Regions from separate parts of the Gossypium hirsutum genome. Here region 1 is linked to region 2. Evidence: chromatin contacts called from public Hi-C data. All regions are on one chromosome and are shown on one strand. Each heading gives the region's core, a stretch centred on a gene start, on an enhancer-like site or on the middle of the called end of the contact. The rest is flanking DNA. Distances are from core to core; before and after follow the strand shown. Region 1 holds the start of LOC107963529 (protein RGF1 INDUCIBLE TRANSCRIPTION FACTOR 1). Region 2 has its middle 48 kb from the start of LOC107962542.

Region 1 (6,481 bases), core at 2,512-5,011, 47 kb before region 2:
TAATATTTATCATCAACTTGAGATGTAATTAACAATAAAAACTTCATGTGCTTCCTTTCCCCACACACACACAATTTTCATGGGAGCTGTGATTACCTTGGGATATTTTGTAGAATTTATTGTATATCCATAACCCCTTTTCCATAGAAAATTTTTGAAATTAACGTTAATCACTGTGATGATGATGTTGGATAATATATTTTCTAGATCGAGTAAATACGGATATTAATCTTTTTATATTTATTATCTAAGATTGTATTTTTTTTAATAAAAGATTTAAAAATATCGGAATTTGTTATTCAAATCTCTTAATACTAGTTATATTGTCTGAATACAACTTCAATTACAACTTAACTTACATCCTTTGATTGAAAAACTTGGACTCTTTAAACAAATCTTTGAGAATTTTTAGTAGCACTTTATTAAAGTCAAAACATAGAGAAAATCAAGTCAAGGCAGTATATTTTAAAGACCTTAAATGTTTATCGAATTTCTTTAATTGAAGAAATTTGTTTTTCAAAAAAGGATTACATCAATAATATCTCTACTAATTTTCTTCCATATTGAACCCTTTTTGAGCTGCATCCAAGGAGACAAAGATTAGATTGCGAGAGCTTATCTTTTTCGTGTAAGAGACTTATTTTAGTACAAATTGTTGTAATAAATTATTCTTATTATTCAATCAATAATTAGGTTTTTATAGGGAAAATTTTATTTAACTAATATCTCGTAGTGAGGTTACAACTTTGTAATGATTTAAACTTAAATCATGTTTTATATAAATAATTTATAGTGGATTACTTTTTGAGTAAGGCCTCACGGATGTAAGTAATTGTAATTCTATAATTATTTTGTATAACTTATATTTTGTATAACTGATTCAATTAAACAACTATTTGCATAATGACTCCTCATCTGAAAATGAAACACATAATACTCGAATATTATATTTTTTTAGGTGAATTTAAAAACACAACTAAGCCAAATTACATAAAAAGACTAAGGAATATGAATACTCCTTTCCTTATATGCTTCAAAAAACTCTAGTATTTCTTTTGGAGGCAGGGTGAAGTCAAAAAATTCTTTTAGAGAGGTGAAATTAAATTGTAACTTTTACTATGGTAAAAATGTAATTTTTAAATGAATAAATCAAAATTTTATCATTTTTATGGGGAACAAAATATAATTTTACCTTTACTAAATTTAAAATTTTTAAATTTTTAAAGGCACAAAATAGAAAATTCCAAGGGCCCTGTTAGCCCTCTAGATTCTCCCCTGATTGAAGAGGTATCAACCAATTATAGATCCTCCTTTTTTGCAAAGGCTAGTTTGGCTAAATGATTCGCGCTTTGATTATGTTCTATAAGAATGTATTCGATGTATTCTTCTAATCAAAGCAGAATTTGAAGTCTTCAAAGCACTTCCATATATAATTTTAATAACCTCCATATTATCCGATTGAATTATCACCTTGTTATGACTATAATATTTATTTTTATTTGTTCCCGTAATGCAATAAAAATAACAATATAACAATGTTATTTTTTTGACCTAATAGTATTTTTTTTAAATTTAAAATAATCATTCTAGAGTTTCATATGCAACAATTTTATTTTAAAATTAATTATATTGTTGATTCCAATGCATTAATTATATGAATGACCATTCTATTCATATATAAAATTCCATATTTAGATAAATTTGCATTGACAATAATTTTATAGTTGTTATATAATAATTAATTTTAAAATATTAGCATATTCATAATAACAAGTACATTTTCCCTTCATTATGTTCAATATTTTTCTTTAAAATTTTATTTTAGCTTTGAAAACAATTTTGCTATATACAAAAATAAAAATATGTAACTATCATATTTATCATTCCATATATCTAATTAATTAATTATTCTGAAAGCTAATTTGTCAATTAACATAATTTCACTTAATGAATTTAATTGATACCAATTGAGTTAAAGATTAAAATTTCAAAATTTAAAAAGTATAAAAATTAAAATTAATCTATTTATAGAGTAGAATGAGTAGAGTTGATCAAATTAAAGTACTTGAACTAAATCCACAACTTACACGTAACATAAAGACTAATAACAAAATTTGATCAAAATATTATAATTTCCTTTGGTTAGGGGATTATAATTCCCTTTTGTTACGATATCTTGGAATATTTATGAATCTAGCCCTTCACATTCGTATGACTAGGTAATAGTTGAAGCATGAAAAATGTGCAATATATACGTGAGAGAGGCTTAATAGCAGAAGAATAGAGAGTTGTCCCATTTATCCAATTAAACAAAAACTAATCATATATATCGTAATGAGAAATGAAATAAAAAAAAGGGTAAAAATATTGTACAAACACTTAACTTGGAATTTGGAATCACGTGATGCCATTAAGACAAAACCCTCCGACCAAGTGACTAAATTAATTTAAAAACATATATAGAAAGAGAGAGACAGAGAGAGCTTAAAGCATTTTGAAATTAATAATGGTTCAGCTTCAGTCAAAAATATCAAAACTAAACTATTTGATTTTGATTTTTATTCTATTTTAATATTTATTCTAACATAGAGGAGATCTATGAGGAATGCCTTTCCTTCTACTCATGCTTGAAGCAATATCCTCATCTGAAACCCTATTAGCTGATGATCTCCACAAATATAGCCCACTTCTTTTCTTCCTAACAATCTGATCAGAACTGTATGCCATGCTCATGCTCATGCTCATGCTCTCCGACCCTGACGACGACCAGCTCATTGGCTCATCACTGTCCACTATTGTTGACTGTGCTGTCTCGTTTGCCATTTCTTCCTCCCCAGTCTCTTGGGGAATTAGGAAATCTGGGCTCAGTGTTAAAGTTTTACATTTCCTTAAGAATGGCGACAAATCTTTGTAGTGTTTCAGCAAAAAATCCACCTGATTATAACATAAGAACTCCATCATTTTCAAACACATAATTTAAATGATTTAAGCTAATTCAAGTGAGTCCTATATACCTTGCACCCCAGGGAGCAATGGATAAATGGTTGTTGGAGACTTCTATCACAAGAAGTACAATAGTTTACAGCTCCTTTGAATTGCCTGTTTTGAGGTCTCTTTTTGATAAATACCACCTTAGCACTGTTTATAGTATAGGCCTAATCCAATTAAGGTCATCATTATGAATGAGCAACTCATATGAACTGAATTTTCAAGAAATTAAAAGATACTGTGGAAAAAAAGAAGAAGAAGCAAAATTTGAACTTCATTTAGTTCTTGTGTGAAATAAATGACAAACCTGGACATTAGAGCAATCTATAAGCTTCTGAAGATCTTCCAATCTGACAACATCATGATATACGTAGCGACGAACCTGAAGAAGCCTGTGGAAACGATGTGAGGGTATGCAGTGAGGGCAAATACTGACGCAACAATCCAAACAATACACGTTCTTTTCGTTCTTCTTTGCAGTTTCATGGTAACAACACCCAACAAAGAATTTCTGGGTGTAGAGAGCTTCTAACCATGCAGGCTTTTGAATTCCCTAAGCACCACCACAAATAAAATAAAATAAAAAACCAATACCCAATTAAGCATGAAATTCTATAAACCCTAAAACCAGACAAGAATTTTGATTGAGAGAAAGAGAAAAAGGGAAAAAAGAAGACAAACCATAATCACCATAAACACTTTAAAGCAGGCCTCTCCTTGAGCTGTACTTTTCAAGACAGTGGAGTTCAGAGAAGAGAGAGAGATAGTGATATGAGTATTTATGGAGGTTCACAAGAAAAGAAAGGGTATATATTTATTCCTTGGGGAGATACACAACATTTTGTCCATTGGTGGGTTAATTATATATATAATTGATAATTATAAAAAAATTTAATTCCACCAAACGTCCTCAATTTATAATTTCAATTCTAATTATATCTTTAAATTATCAAAGTTAAATCAATAATATTTTTTTGTGATTAAATCGTTAATTTAATTATTAAATGAGACGTTAAATTATATTTAATATAATTTAAAATAAAAATTTAAAAAAATATTTTTTCAAAATTTTTTAAAAAATATCATTTACTCTCTTTTTTTAACTTTATTTTTAATTTTTAATTTTAAAAGTTATACAACAACATTTTACATGTCACATAAAATTTTACATATCGTTTAATAGTTAAATTAACAATAAATTAATATAATATCGATAGTTTAAAGATATAAACAAATAACTCTTATAAAAATAATATATAGATGAAAATAATTCGAATACATCACTTAAACACTTAAAACATTAAAATTTAATATTATAATTATAATTAAAATTAAGGCTTCATCGCGAATTATATAAAAATAGAAAAAAAAAGTTAATCAAGTAAGATATGAGGAGAACGTGGGTGCTGTTTCCATGTCTGCCATTCTAGATCACTCCTTTAAACAAATTGTTTTTCTACTATCGCCTTGGCTTAAGAGCTACTTATTGCTAAACTAACCTCACCTCTTCTTGAAGCAGCTGCATTTTACCATTTGTTTTTTTGGCTGCCCTCTGTTTTATTTTTAATTTTTTTTCCTTTGAAATTCATGATTTCTTGGTTGGAAATTCGTTGGCGCTATCCTCCTTTCTGGGAATTTTGAATTAAACAATAAACACACTTCTAACATTAATGTTAAGTTGGGTTTTGGGATTTTGGTTTTCATTATTATTTCTCTCTTCAATCTTTTAACCATTTATCTAGTAATTGAAACTAAGTTTTTTTAAAGCTTTCTCAAATATAAAATCATATTAAATAATTTACTTTATATATAAACAAATGAAATTTAATATCTTAAAATTCAATTTATTAAAATTTCATATGATAACTTGATGATTAATGATTAAAGGTGTTTACCGCTTCAAGTATGATTTGAATTCGAGTCATGTTAATCGCGTTGATTGTTTGAGTTTTATACCGTAATTAAAAAAATAATTTACTAAACATGGAATTCATACTGTTGCAAATCTTAAGAATTAATTCATAATAACTGCCATTAATTTACTATTAAAAACACACTTTTTTTTTTGTCTTAAAGGTGTCATATATATTTTTTAATTATCATCCCTGGTTGGACTTCAAAGCTAAGTAACTAGTGCACAGCTTGAGAATTTGAATGTATAAATATATAAATATATTAATTTAACCTTGGTCTCGGTATTGTTATTAGTGAAAATGATATAAATTTGAGTTTAAGGATTGAAAAGAATTATGTGTAATTTTAAATATTATATAAAAAGATCAAATATAATAAAAATTTATAACGAAACTTATGTTTAAAAAATATATAAAAATATTAAGTCATAAAAATAGCTAATACAGTCTTAAGGATTTCTTTTCCATTTTCACGAAGGGGATTTTTTTTTTTGAAATAATAAATTATTCACATGGAAATTAAGATTAAAAAAGTGAAAACACTAATTGTAAATATTTTAAGGGTAAACTATAAAAATGGTCATTTTTGTTTACTTTGAATTATATTTTAATCATTTATATTTGAAATGTTATATTTTTGTCACTTACATTATTATTCTGTTACAAAGTAGTCATTTTACCGTTAAGCTCCATTACCTCCCTAATGACAATCCTACATAGCAGTCCAAATGAGTTTTAAATGCTAACTTAGATGTCTAACTGGAATGAGAATAATTTTTTCAGTCAAAATGGAAAAGAAAACTAAAAGAAAAAGGAGATGAACAGTTTTTCTTTTTCCATTCAATGTGTAATTAATTTAAATTTTTAATCAATTAAATTTATTTAATTAAAGACCTATTTTTGTTCCAATTGGACATTCAAGTTGGCATTTAAAATCTATTTGGACTGCCACGTATGATTGCCGTTAATGAGATAATGGAGCTTAACAGCAGAGTGGCCACTTTGTAACAAAACGATAATGTAAGTGACTAAAACGTAACATTTCAAACATAAATGACTAAAATGTAATCTAAGGCAAACAAAAATGATTATTTTTGTAGTTTACCCATATTTTAAAATGAGAAAATATTTTAAGGCAAATTAAAACTCTCTATATAAGTAAAAAAAGAAACTCAATAGATATATAATATATACATACAAATATAAAGGTAGGGAAAAACAGAAACAAATAGGAGGAAAGCCGGTTTTGGGGGATTAAAACATGGCAACATTCCAACTACTCCACTAATCAGTATCAGCTTATGGGGTTTAATTTCTAGCAAACCCTTAATAGACAAATAACAACTCACCAAAGCACGAATTTGTTAAGACTCATTCAGTGCCTCTTACCCTACATTTTTTTGAAGGTTTACTGCTTTGGGTAAATCACCCCGTTAGTAACTCTTAATATGTGATATTCCTATTTTAGTCACCTTAATTTTATTTTTTTTTGTTAATTTGATCATCCAAAATAGAAATTCATCAAATTGGAGGCTTCTTTTTTAAGTGGTAATAAAAGAATAACTGTACACTCCCACATT
Region 2 (6,463 bases), core at 165-2,664:
TTTATGAATCAAAAACCAATGACAAAGTCCATGTTGTCTTGTAGTGCAACAAATCCAACACATATACATCTCAATCTAAAGCAGATTCATTTTTTTAACATTCTTTTTTGCAGGAAAGGGTAGGAAACTTTTTACTGCAACTACTGCTATAACTCCTACATCTTCCACCATTTCAAAGGTTGGTTTTGAGTTAATAGTTTAACATGTACATTCCCATAGCTATGGTTTAGATCTTCCCTTCCCTTTACATGTGACTTATGTAAACAGAAAGAAGAGAAGGGAGAAAACAAAGTTATACCAATTTCAACACTCAAACCAGCCGTCGAGGAAGAAAATGGTGGGAAGCAAGAGAAATTCCTTCTTGGTTCACCGATAACTTCCCAAAACCCGGACGTCTATCACCACTATGTCAACATTATGGACATTGTTGAAATGGACTATTCTCCAGCTAGGAGAAAACCTCCAATTCACAACTAAGAGTGGGGGGATTAAAAAAGAAATCCAACATAAAAAGAAGCAAAAGTTTTTCCGGAGAAGGAAATTTAGGGACAGTCTTCCAGGAATGCTGCAGGTTTTTTAGGGTTATGAATGAACTTAAATTTTCACATAATAGTGTTATTAGTTTTATTTTTTCTTATATACTTGTTAGACCATCATTTTTTTTTGGAAGCTACAATATAGGGAAAAGGAAGAGAGATGAGTATTATACGGGACCAAGTGTTTGATTAAACCATCACTTTGGATGATGGAGCAATGATGCATTACATTTTGGGGCCCTTTAGTTTTTTTTTTTAAAAAATTATAAAAGGAGACTTAAATTCAAATTACACTTGTGACGGTTATCACCCTAACTATCATGTCAACATATGAGATTCTGATTCTTTAAATTTTGTAACCTAGAATTAATTTTTTTTAATAAATTTAATTGTTAGTATAAAATATATAACCCGAATTGATAGATGAAAAAAATGTAATTTATTTGATAATACAACCATTTTTTTATAGAAATTAATTAATCAACCGTCGTATGCTTAGTAGATATGATTTTTTATTGGCATTTCAAAAGTGAGGATTTACATTCTATTGTTACGTTTCCACTTCAATTTGAAATATGTATAGAAAAGTTTATAAAAATAAATATATCTCAAAGACATGCATTGGTTGGATAAAGATGAAAATTAATTGAACTGCGGACAGAATTTAATAAAATTGTACAAAAAAAAAGGTGAAAAGTGCAGAATGGGTGAAGGAAGTTGGTATTAAAGGAAGTAGGTATGGACCTATATCAGACATTGAACATTGTATCTTATAATGTTAGTTGGCCACCATAGATTTTGGGCTAGATCCACCATGTTTTACTTATTGATTGCAGGTGAGGACTCACATGTCATCTGCCGGGTCACCTTTGCTGTGGTGTGGCCACAAGTGCCAAGATTTCATGGACCATGCAATTCAACAAATGCTCCTACCTACGTATGGTCTCTCTGTGGGTGTTTGTTGGGGATGGGGACAATGTTTTTGGTTCATTGCAACCTGAAAGTTGGATATTTGATAGATAACTGCATAGCAGTCTCTGGTCCCAATGGAAAATTGCTCACAAAAAAAATCCTTCATTTGCTGCTAACTGCTTTGAACTCCTTATATGCTTCTAATTGAGGGCTGGAAATAGCTTATTTTACGATTAATGTTAAAAGCCAAAATGTTATGTGTTATACTAGGACTGTCTGTAATAAGACTTCAGTGTGTGTAAGACTCTTTGTGGAACCCCTTGGTAGAATCATTCGGTTAATGGTTTGACAAGTAGGCTCACTCATTAGTTGCCATAGCAAGGGACTGCTGCATCAGGTGGGACCGTGTAGGACACTATGGCGCTAACCTACCTGCACCTGCAACATTAGTTCGGCTACTGATATTTGACCCACCAATATGACTCGACATGTGGTATTACAGGACAAGAACTTATCTATCTATATAAGGGCGAGGAAAGGGACCAAGGATATGACATCAAGTCTCTCATTCCTTTTGTCATCTCCCCATTCAACCATAATTTTTTACTGCTCTCTACCCTACAGAGGTGAATCGACTTTACTCCACTACCATCTCTTCCATATTGATCTTTAGTATCAATGTTTAACTAAATGGAGATTCTTCTTCACAATGCTAAATAAAGATTTAATAGTTTTTAAGAATCAAATGATGGGGTCAACAAGTCAAAGAGAGTATTGTTTGATTAGTTTTGGAATTGTCCAAGGAAAAAGATTGTATAGAGGGAATGCACAGACGTTGAAGTTTAGTTAGAACATATAAAACTGGATTTGGATTTTGGATTCAACCAAACTCTCCACGTACCCATAATTGAACGTGGCATATTTGCTTTTAATTAAAACCAAGTACTTCTCTATAATTAATCCATATGTGAAACCAGTTTCCTGCTTGCATCTGCCTTTTCAGTGACCTTCTTTTCCATCCATTTCTCCATCAAACAAGCTCGTCGGAAACTTGACGTTTCTTCATCTTCCTCTTCTACTACTCTGCTTCCGTTGCATTTCCTGCTAGCTTTGCTTTGTTTCTTTTACATTGTTTTCCACTAGACTGGTGTCACCACCATCGATGGAACAGTAGATTTTATCAAGCGGAGTAGATGAAAAAGATGGGTTATCTCTCTCCTGCCTGTACACTGTTTTCTCCAGTCTGTATATGGCTTCTCTTTTATCGGTGAACAAGGGTTCAGAAGCAGCGAAAATAATAACAGAAGAAAAAACAGAAGATTTTCGCTGCAAAGAAATGAGATCACTGTTTCAAATTTTCTTTGAATTGTTGGAAATGAAGGAATGAAATATGAAACAAAACAGAGAAATTGATGGGGTTCTTTTTTCTTGAAGATAAAGATGAAGGGGGGACAGGAGCTGGGTGCTTATATACAGGGTGTTTTACATCTTACTACGATGGAAAGTAATGCCAGATTTTTAAGTCTCAGGGAAGGTAAAAAAAAAAAAACCTTAATTTCTTCCAAAAATAGAGTCACATTTGAAGATACATATAAATTATTGCTCTATTGTTAATCAATTTTGCTTCCTGCAACATCCACCACAAACCTATATCGAACATCTTTTTTTTTTCCAGCCTCTCCATATCCGTGTTTATATAATCTGTCTTCACCACTTCGATCATTGAGGTCGAATTTTTCTCCACACAAAAATACCAACCTCTCCTCTATTTCCTCCATGCTCCCAGTGAAACTCCCTGTAGTCGACTTCCTCCCTGTTTCCACACAAGCAAATCAAATACTTTTTTAGCTTTACACTTATGGAATTTCAATTTGACTCACCAAGCATGACCATGGTGTGAGGAACTGAAAAGGGGTGTTAATAACGATAGTCAATTATCAATTTCCTATCGAGTCTCTGCAATGAAAGGTAAGGACCAACTATGACTTTTACTCCCATCGGGATTTTGCTTCCAATCACTATAAATAAGGTCTTTGAGTTTGCCATGTCTTGACATTGACGATGTCAACAAGTCGATTTTATGGGGAAATTTGTTGCCTCCATGCCACACAATTCAAAATTCATTTCTTTTTTTTCTTTTTTATTTGGCTTTTTTGTACTTTTTTTTTTCAACTTATAATGGTGCACTTCAAAGATCAGGAGAAGTATCAACCATCCGAAGTTAAGCATCGAATTCGAAGGTGTACTGTCAGGAGGGGAGCGCTAGCTGACTTCAAGATTTTTGAAGACTTCAACAAACATCAGGAGTGGACAGAAGACGTGCCATATTATTCTACCAAAACTTTGACGATGATTGAGGTATATGATGCGCTAGCATTGATCAACCATTGAAGTCAAAGGTGTACCGTTTAGAAGGGAGAGCGAGCTTGTTGGAAAGCTATCAAGATTTTTTGGAGACTTCGACAACTCTTAAAGGGCGAACCGAAGACGTGCTATATCATTCCGCCAAGACTTTGGCGATGGTTGAGGCATATGATGCTCAAGCTGACTTCGAGATTTTTGGAAACATCAACAAATATTTGGGAGTGGACCAAGGACGTGCTATATCATTTTGCCAAGACTTTGGCGATGACTAGGGCATATGATTTTTTTTTTCAACACCGATGTGGCAAAGTAGAGATTTATTCTGTTTTTTTTTTCTTAACAACATGGTGCAGTGGAGATCAACTCTGATTTTTTCAACATCGACGAGGCGGAGATCAATTTCAAATTTTTTTTACGCCAATAAGGTTAGGCGGACGACATTTGTGATGACTAAGGTGAATCCATTTCAAATGGAGAGAAAAGCTTTTGTAACTTCAATATGACCAGAGGAGGATTCATTCTGAACTTTGCACCATCAATGTAATATCTCGCTTTTTGTGGTGTCGAAAACAGTAATTTCAGGACCACAAATCCGACTAATAAATTTGTATTAATTATCATTTAATTCATATGAGTCAATTATAATGTGATATTAAGTTTTGACTTGGTAAATTTTAATTAATTGAATAAATAGATAGGTATAAGTGGTTGTTCCGAAAATCAAGTGGTTTCGAAAAATTTGATATTAAGATCTCGTTTCTGAAAACCGAGCTCGTAAATATTTTTACTAAATATTGAGATATTATTTTATTATGTGAAAGTTCAGTTTAAGAATTTTTAATGTTTAGATAGTTGATTAATTAAAAAGGACTATATTGTTAAAGTCGCAAACTTAATCGCTATTGAGTTATAATGATTAAATGGCTTAATTAACTTAAGTGGCAGGTTTTATATGGAAATATGCCATTTTTATTTAATGGGACGGTTAGTGGGTGTATTTATACCTTTTATACATTAGTTTTAAATATTAAATTAATTAAAATATAATAAAGCATAAAACATAAAACAAAATCATCATCTTCTTAATTTAGTTCTACCGATAAAAAGAAACCATTTTCCTCTATTGAAGGAGCTTAAGTTTCGGAAATGGTTTATCACTCTTGCATGGTAAGAAACTTTTACGCATTTTTAGTAATTTTTATGTTTTTAATATCGTTACAAATAGGTTTAGCTAACCTGTACTTTCGTTTTTAAAACTGTTAAGGATTTTAGATTTTGCTATTGATGAATTTTTGTTATATTTTCTATTAAATTATGAATTTGAAGTATTGGTTGTTAGTTAGGATTAGTTTGTAAAGTAATTTTTGATAGTTTTAATTAAAAGACTAATTTGATGAAATGTTAAAATTGACATGAACTTTTTGCAAATTTTTAATAAAGAAGTATTAGAGAAACTTTTTTAAATTTAAGGCTGTGTTTGATAGGGGGAAAACCAATTCCGGAATTGGTTTTACAGGTTTTCCAGTGTTTGATAGCAGGAAAATATTTTCCTTTTGTAAAACCAATTCCGCAACACGGGAAAACCTCTTACAAATTTGAGAAAAATGTCTTACGCTTTTAAACTCGGTAAGACATTTTCCGGAAAATGACGCATTCTTCTCCCCTTTAACCTTTCCCTTCCCCTTCCCTTCTCCCTTCCCCTTGTGTTGCAAATCAATTTGGTCAAGGACTTCTTCCGGTTCCTCCTTAATCCAGGTAAGGCTCCTTCTGCTTCTTCCATTCTTCATTCCTTTTTCTTCTTCTGTTCTTCATCTTCTCTTCTCAGCATATTCTGTTTTGTTTCCTCTCTTTCTCTCTTTCTCAGGAAAATTTACCATGAATTCTTCGTCGGGTCTTGGCTTAAGGGATATCTGATGGATTTCAAAAGTTGTTGAAGATTGAAGATTGAAGATGACCAAGGTTCTGCTCAAGGGATATCTGATGGATTTCAAAAGTTTTACTCTGATAGATTTGATCTTTCTTCTAAGGAAAAAGAATGTAAAAACTTTGGTCCTCAGGTAATAATTGATTTCTGTCTTCCCCATCTAATCTGGAAATAGTACCGTGTATATTAGGAGATAAAATATGCATGTTTCAATCTTTTTTTTCTTTTGGCAGAAAGATGGCGATGGTGATGGATGCAGTAATTTCCTTCAACAGCTGCCTGGATCTCTGCCGGGGGTTCAGTCATATGAAGGTTTTGCTAAAAATATTGGCGGAGATGCAGATGCTCCAGTTCATAGCATGACACATGAGGTATGAAAAGATTTGAAGTAGCCCTGATTTAGAGAGATAAAAAATAGATTACTGAATTTCTCTTTAAACTCCCCTAACCCTTCAATTGTGATTGTTAAATGCTGCCATCATCCTACTAGGTAATCATTTTGGATTTGGTTTTAGCTATTACACAAGCTTCTGAATATAAAATGCTAACATCACACAACTTACTTTTGTTTTTGATAAATCACACAACTTACTATCAAATGAATATACAAGGGAACATCTTTGTGGCCAATGTCTAATCCCTTGCTCAAATTACCAGTGATGCCATGGACTTGTGATAGTTCACTATTTGTCTGCTAGGTGAGCAGATATGGAAGAGAGCAAAGCTC

Evidence for each region. Hi-C and Micro-C count contacts between places; a contact is called where the count stands out from the background.
Region 1: a Hi-C map of leaf shows a contact between it and region 2, with 1.5 times the contacts expected there. The contact joins the promoter of LOC107963529 here to the enhancer-like site in region 2. A contact is called at or near these places in 6 of 34 Hi-C or Micro-C datasets (cotyledon, fibers, leaf and 1 more).

The regions. Positions count from the first base shown.
Region 1 is chrA06:8,881,184-8,887,664 of Gossypium_hirsutum_v2.1, reverse strand. It overlaps LOC107963529 (protein RGF1 INDUCIBLE TRANSCRIPTION FACTOR 1), which reads right to left and starts at 3,761. Exons shown (of 4, transcript XM_016900005.2): 1 at 3,670-3,761; 2 at 3,296-3,541; 3 at 3,015-3,155; 4 at 2,315-2,934. The coding sequence starts at 3,681. The coding sequence ends at 2,581.
Region 2 is chrA06:8,831,477-8,837,939 of Gossypium_hirsutum_v2.1, reverse strand. No RefSeq gene overlaps it. Among protein-coding and RNA genes, the nearest start is that of LOC107962542, 48 kb to the right of the region's middle. Within about 2 kb of position 1,414, at least 3 of the 9 cell types and tissues checked have an H3K27ac peak or open chromatin away from gene starts, as enhancers often do. A contact at or near this core is called in leaf, where this site is marked.